Linked DNA regions of Mus musculus: region 2 is linked to region 1. Evidence: chromatin contacts called from public Hi-C data. All regions are on one chromosome and are shown on one strand. The core of a region is the stretch at or near the end of the contact, and the rest is flanking DNA. Distances in the headings are between cores, read along the strand shown. Region 1 holds the start of A730049H05Rik (RIKEN cDNA A730049H05 gene). Region 2 overlaps 9530026P05Rik (RIKEN cDNA 9530026P05 gene).

The links. A called contact is a pair of places that touch in the nucleus more often than the background predicts.
Region 2: a contact with region 1 is called in a Hi-C map of the N1E-115 cell line, with 2.5 times the contacts expected there. The contact joins the enhancer-like site here to the promoter of A730049H05Rik in region 1. A contact is called at or near these places in 7 of 39 promoter capture datasets (the 3T3-L1 cell line, cranial neural crest, frontonasal cranial neural crest and 4 more), 3 of 484 Hi-C or Micro-C datasets (the N1E-115 cell line, pancreatic cancer cells and uterus) and 1 of 9 other capture datasets (liver).

The regions. Positions count from the first base shown.
Region 1 is chr6:92,815,028-92,817,834 of GRCm38.p6, reverse strand. It overlaps A730049H05Rik (RIKEN cDNA A730049H05 gene), which reads right to left and starts at 1,392. Exons shown (of 5, transcript NR_169152.1): 1 at 1,175-1,392. It overlaps Adamts9 (a disintegrin-like and metallopeptidase (reprolysin type) with thrombospondin type 1 motif, 9), which reads left to right. Exons shown (of 40, transcript NM_175314.4): 30 at 1,192-1,365.
Region 2 is chr6:93,065,511-93,068,239 of GRCm38.p6, reverse strand. The region is part of intron 1 of 9530026P05Rik (RIKEN cDNA 9530026P05 gene); the gene reads right to left. Among named protein-coding and RNA genes, the nearest start is that of Adamts9, 120 kb to the right of the region's middle. Within about 2 kb of position 1,314, at least 74 of the 459 cell types and tissues checked have an H3K27ac peak or open chromatin away from gene starts, as enhancers often do. A contact at or near this core is called in the N1E-115 cell line and uterus, where this site is marked.

The DNA.
Region 1 (2,807 bases), core at 143-2,642:
AGCATTGTCTTCCGCGCCCTTTGATGTGAGCTGTGAGGCTCTTCTCCAGCATAGATTTCTCTGAAACAATAGCATTTCTCAAGCTGCCTTCTACGAAAGAGCCTAAGCTGCAGCAGCATCCACTTGGGTATACATATGTCTTAACAAACTTTCCGTCTTTCACGGAGCACCTTGAATTTCCCTACAAGCAAATTAGACAAGCGTGCAGTTGTAGAGTCTGGTTTTGTTTTAGAAGAAGACCTCCTTTTGGGTACATGGCATGAATGTCAGATAACTTTGTTTCTCAACACCAGGCAAATTAATAGTGACTGATTTATGTCCACCCCCCAAATTGCTAATAACCTTTAATAACCAAGTGCAGTGTTATGCAGTTCTCTCTAATCAAAGGTTGCCTTTGGTTTCTGACTGCCAAAATCTTAATAAAGACAATAATTCTTGGCTTGCCCATAAGTGAGATTATGCAACCAACAATGAGGAAACCATTAAAAAATTAATTTAGGGGAAAGTTAATTGGTGTTTTGCAACTTGGTCAACAAAATGTTTCCTCGTGATTAATGGGATTTTTTCAAGAGCTGAAAACATTAAGCCTGAGGAAATTATTTTTCCTTATTAGCTTTTATTCTTCATCTATTCATTTGAGATTATGAGGAGGCACAGATAGTTAAGTGAATTCCATGATTTAAACAAACAAACAAACAACAAGCGAGGCAATGTTCTGTCTCCAGGAATAGAAACTAGAAAAATAAGAGGGCAGGAGAAAGTCCTTCTGCTTATATGGCCTTAATTGTCAATGGTTGGCTCTCTATGGGTTACGCTATAGAACCGCATCTCCCAATTTTCCCAAGCCATCCATCTTCCAGGATGGAAGTCATGCACAGTGTTTCGTTTGTCTGTTTCAATGTGGCACCATTACTTCTGGATGGTGGTGTTTCCCCACAATCTCTCCTCCCTCTGACATCCCCTGAGAGTTTTGGTTCCTCCCCACTTGTGGCTCCTGCACCCTGCCCAGCACTGGCAGTTACCAGTGCTTTTAGAACTTGCCTTAGTGTCCCCCTCCTTGGAAATGAGAAAGCATTTTGACTGCTGTGAAAAATCATTGGATTAAGAAAGCATTGCCCTCCTCTGTGACCCACCCCTTCCCGCCCTCCAGAAGGGAGCCGAAGTGCCTACTTACATCCTGTGTCTTCTCAGTGCTCTGTGTCCTGTGGCCAAGGCGTGCAGCAGAGGCATGTGGGCTGTCAGATCGGGACACACAAAGCAGCCAGAGAGAGTGAGTGCAGCTCCTACAGCAGACCAGAGTCGGAGCGTGTCTGCCAAGCCTCACCATGTCCTCTCTACACTTGGAGGGCAGAGCAGTGGCAACAAGTAAGTAAAGCCATGAAGTAAGTGCACACCAGCCTGCGTGTCGCTCCACCCCCTTGTTAGCATCAGCTCCACACCCTATGGAGCCTGCAAAGCCATTGAATGGAGTGGCATTGCTGGCTCCTTCCCAAAGGAGCTGTTTGCTGTCAGGCTCTAGGCAATTCCTGTTTGCGTTTCTCCCTGTGGTCTTGAGTATCCCAGAGCTGGGGTCACTGAAATGGAAAGGAAAAAAAACAGCTTTAACATGCCTCAGGCCAAGAGTATAAGCATACAGACAACTTTCACTTCACAGGAGGGGAGATGATGGGCAGAACATTTAATATATGTTTGGATTTGGTTAGCCTGTGTTCATTTGAATAGCCGTAACATGCAAGTATTTGAGGTAAAGCTTACTCTGTATTTTTCCTTTTCGTGTGCCATTGACGATCAGGGAGAGAAAACGGGCTCTCGTGTGAAATACTCATTAATTAGGGTAGAATTTCCAGTGTTTTCAACCCATGGTAGAATCCACATGAAGTGTTGAGTTAATATAGAAATATGCTGGACTTATTTTTCTTCTACTCCCCAAGTTAATGCTTGACTTTAGCAGACATTTAAGTGTCTGTGCTGGAAAGTCCATTGCTGGGGGAAGGGGGAGAGGAGGGTAGAGGTGGTATAAGACATTAGGGGGAGGTAACCCCAATTTCCAGAACAGAATGCTAGGTTATAGAAAGAGTAGGACAGAATTAGAAAGTCAAATCAGATCTGCTGACCCCGGAATGACATAAAAGACGCACACTGCTGGAGAGGCAAGATGGAGGAGCCGCCTGCACTGAGCGTGGCTCACAACCCAAGGTAGCGTGGTTTGAGGATGTTTGTTCTGCACTTGGCTGTGCTGGGAGCTTTCTGTCTGTCCGTCCTCTCACTTTGTCTTTTGGATGACACCTAGATGAGGTGAGTTTAGTTTTTAGTTTTAGGTGGTAAAACTAAGATTCAGACAGACTTTGCCAGTTGTCCAAGGGCCCCACATCTAGCAGCTAGAGGAAGCCACCCATGACCCTGTTTGATATCTCTCATCTTTATGATTTCCTACTGTATTCTGCACCTCTGGGATTGGCTTCCCAGCCCTGCTCTCCCCAGTCCCTTCCGGTAATGGATCCATTCCTTACTACAGTGGTTCATCTCTTTAGGAACGCTTCCTTCTTCATCTGCTTGGTCATGTTGCTTGTTTTCCTTCTAGACTTCTCTTGCTTCTGTCAGATAGTATCTGGGACAATACCTAACACAGTTAAGTTTAAGATTATTTGAACTTGAGCCAGATAGGTTATCAGGAACTTGTATGCTTAGAAAAATATCACTGTGGTCCCTATCTCAGCTGTGCCATCAATAGCCACGTGACTCAGAGCAAGAATTCTTATCTCTCTGAGTCTTGGCTTGCCATCTGTAGGATGGGAATGGTAGTAGCT
Region 2 (2,729 bases), core at 65-2,564, 250 kb before region 1:
TGACTCTGACTCACTGTCAAAGCTTTGATCCTTGCTCTAATGGCCATTTTATATGACAAATTTACATGATGTCCCGGAGGCAGTGATGGGTCCTGAACAGTTGAGAAAGGAAATTTGGAAGTCATCAACACCTTTCAGTCTGTTTCACGAAGCACATTATGAAAAGTCAAATTTGCCTACAGTGAGTGCCTACTTCCTCAAATCTGCCTCCATTTCAGGAACTATAAGAGATAAGGCCACGACCTTGATCTTTCCAAAGATTTTTTTCACAGATGCTTTTGCCTGTGTTCTCTATTCCAGGCACAGTGAACACTGCTAACAACATTCTAGTGAGGATGAAGACGAAAAGAATAACATTACCAGTAGCAACCAACTTTCACAGGTCAGCTACCGTGCTAGCTGGACTACTCCTTCAGCCATCCAGTCACACTGGGGTAAACACAAGAAGCACCCATGTCCTCATTATACTTGACAATTAAAGTGGTCAAATCACTACCTAAGGCCAGCACATGTCAGAGGTGAGGTCTGAAGCCTGGGATATGATCTTAAATTTTGATTTCTTTAATCAATTTAAAAATCTTATTTTGGCATCACCAGAAACAAAACGACAGTCCCACAATAGTCTACACAAAGCATTTGCTGATGTAAGCATGTTCTTATTTCTGAACCTGGAACAGAACCGAGGAACTTGATATAGTTTTAACAAAATATATTAGTAAGATGCTCCAAATGTCATAACACACATAAGAGGACATTCTATTCCTTAGGTTGGGAGGGTGATGGAGACTTACTTATAGAGGGTATTTTCAGAAGGACTTAAAGACTAAGAGCCTGCCAGACAGAAACTAAAGGAAGTACGCCAAAGACCACACAGACAACAATAAAAGTCTGCAGTATTCTGACAAAATAAATGCCTAGCCTCGATCGCTAATCCTAATGATTTAAGTGAACTGAAATCACTTACAGGTTTTTTTTTTTCCTTCAACAAACTAAGGAGGCAGCCAAGTCCTGGGGCTTCTGTTGAGCTGAAAATTTGCATTTCTAGTGAATTCTCATGTGCAGCTTTGGACTACTCTTTGCTGAGAGCCTGTGCCCCAAACCAAAGACCTGTCTGGAACCCCCCACTGCTAGTGTGTATACAGGAGGGAGATGCCAGGGTCACCAAGCCCTGCTCCGAATTTCCCAGAAGACCTGAGGGTTTTTTTGCCTGCTAGGAGCGGTAGTGAAATTTTACTGTTGGTTTTGGGAGCAATTAATACTGAAGCTGTCCAGTGGGAGGAAATAGGAAACCACAGCTTGAGGCTGAGTGGAGAGAACCTAGGATTTTATGGTGTTTCTGTCCCCTCCGTGCCCCTATTCACAGGCGGGTGAGGGCCTGCGGCAAGAGCATTTAGAAACACTAGTTCTTTTGTTGTGGGAGTGAGGAGGGTGTCCGATTTGCAGGGAAACGATGTTTTCACAATTCCTCCTCCAATTTTGAGGCTGGGTCTGCTGACGACAGCTTAGTTTGTGTGTTTGTCTCAAAGGTGCTTCTGCTGACCTCAGCACCCAGCCCGGAGTAAGGAGGGACAGGCAGGAATCCTAGCTGGGAATGAGAGGAGCAAGGCAAAAGTGGGCTCTGTGGATGCAGCTGGGACAAATGAGAGCCTTGGGAAATCCTTCCACTTCTAATTCAATTTCTATGCTTAGTTCTTATTTTCCAGGACGGAAAAAAATCTAGACTCCGAAAGGTCAGCTTCCAATTGTAGACTCTCCCTCTCAGACCACACCCACCGGCTCCCACAAACCCCGGCAGCTCTGAAGGTCACTGCCCAAGAACCGAGGAACAGGAAGAAGCAAGCGCACGGAGTCCTTGTTGTCTTCTTTCCACCAGATTGCTTTGCTAGCTGACAGTAATCAGCTGTGCTAACATTCCGGGCATGTCCCCTCTGCACCCGCCATACTTGGCATGGAGGAAAGGGAAAGAAAGACAGGCATTGGCTTCTAGAGACCAGGAAAAGAGATGAAAGCAAGGCGTTCAGGTTCTGTGTTTCATCTCTGTGTTCATTTGCTGTTATAGTGCCTTGTGGCTCTGCAGGAGTCTTGTGGGAATTTCTAGAAATCTAGTTGGCAGTGCTCCTAGTTACTACACCATTATGTCCCAGAGACACTTAATTCAGGATATTCGTTGTCATACTGTTGACCAAGAAAGAAGAGCCTGACAATTATCTAGAAAAGAAATACTACCAGAGACAGCACGATCTTGGCTCCTCTTCACTGGACACTGAGACTGTTATTCCCCAGATTACAGTGATCCACACTTTCTTTGAGAGTTGGAGTATTTTTTGTCATCGTGTCTATTTCACACAAGAACACAATTAGAGGAGGTTTCCTCAACAGAAGAAGCTGATTAAGTTCACAGATTTATTGTGAAACCATTTGGGAGTCATGGAAAATGAGTTTCACTGCTAAGCTTTTCTTGCTTTAAGTAAAGAGAAAAAAAAAAGGCAAACTGCACCTTGAATTCTCCATCTATAACAGATCATAAAATACCCATAGCCTTCCATGTAATTTACTCATCTCAAGAGAGATGCTGAATGCTTCTTCCAGTCTCTTAGTACTTTCCCAAGAGTTCAGCGATTTTACAGGATACAGCGGGGGATTCTGACCCTGCAGTAGGGTAGGCCAGACAGTGGCAAACTGCCAGGATACATGTCACAATAGAAGGCTGTACTTTGCACAACTTGCAA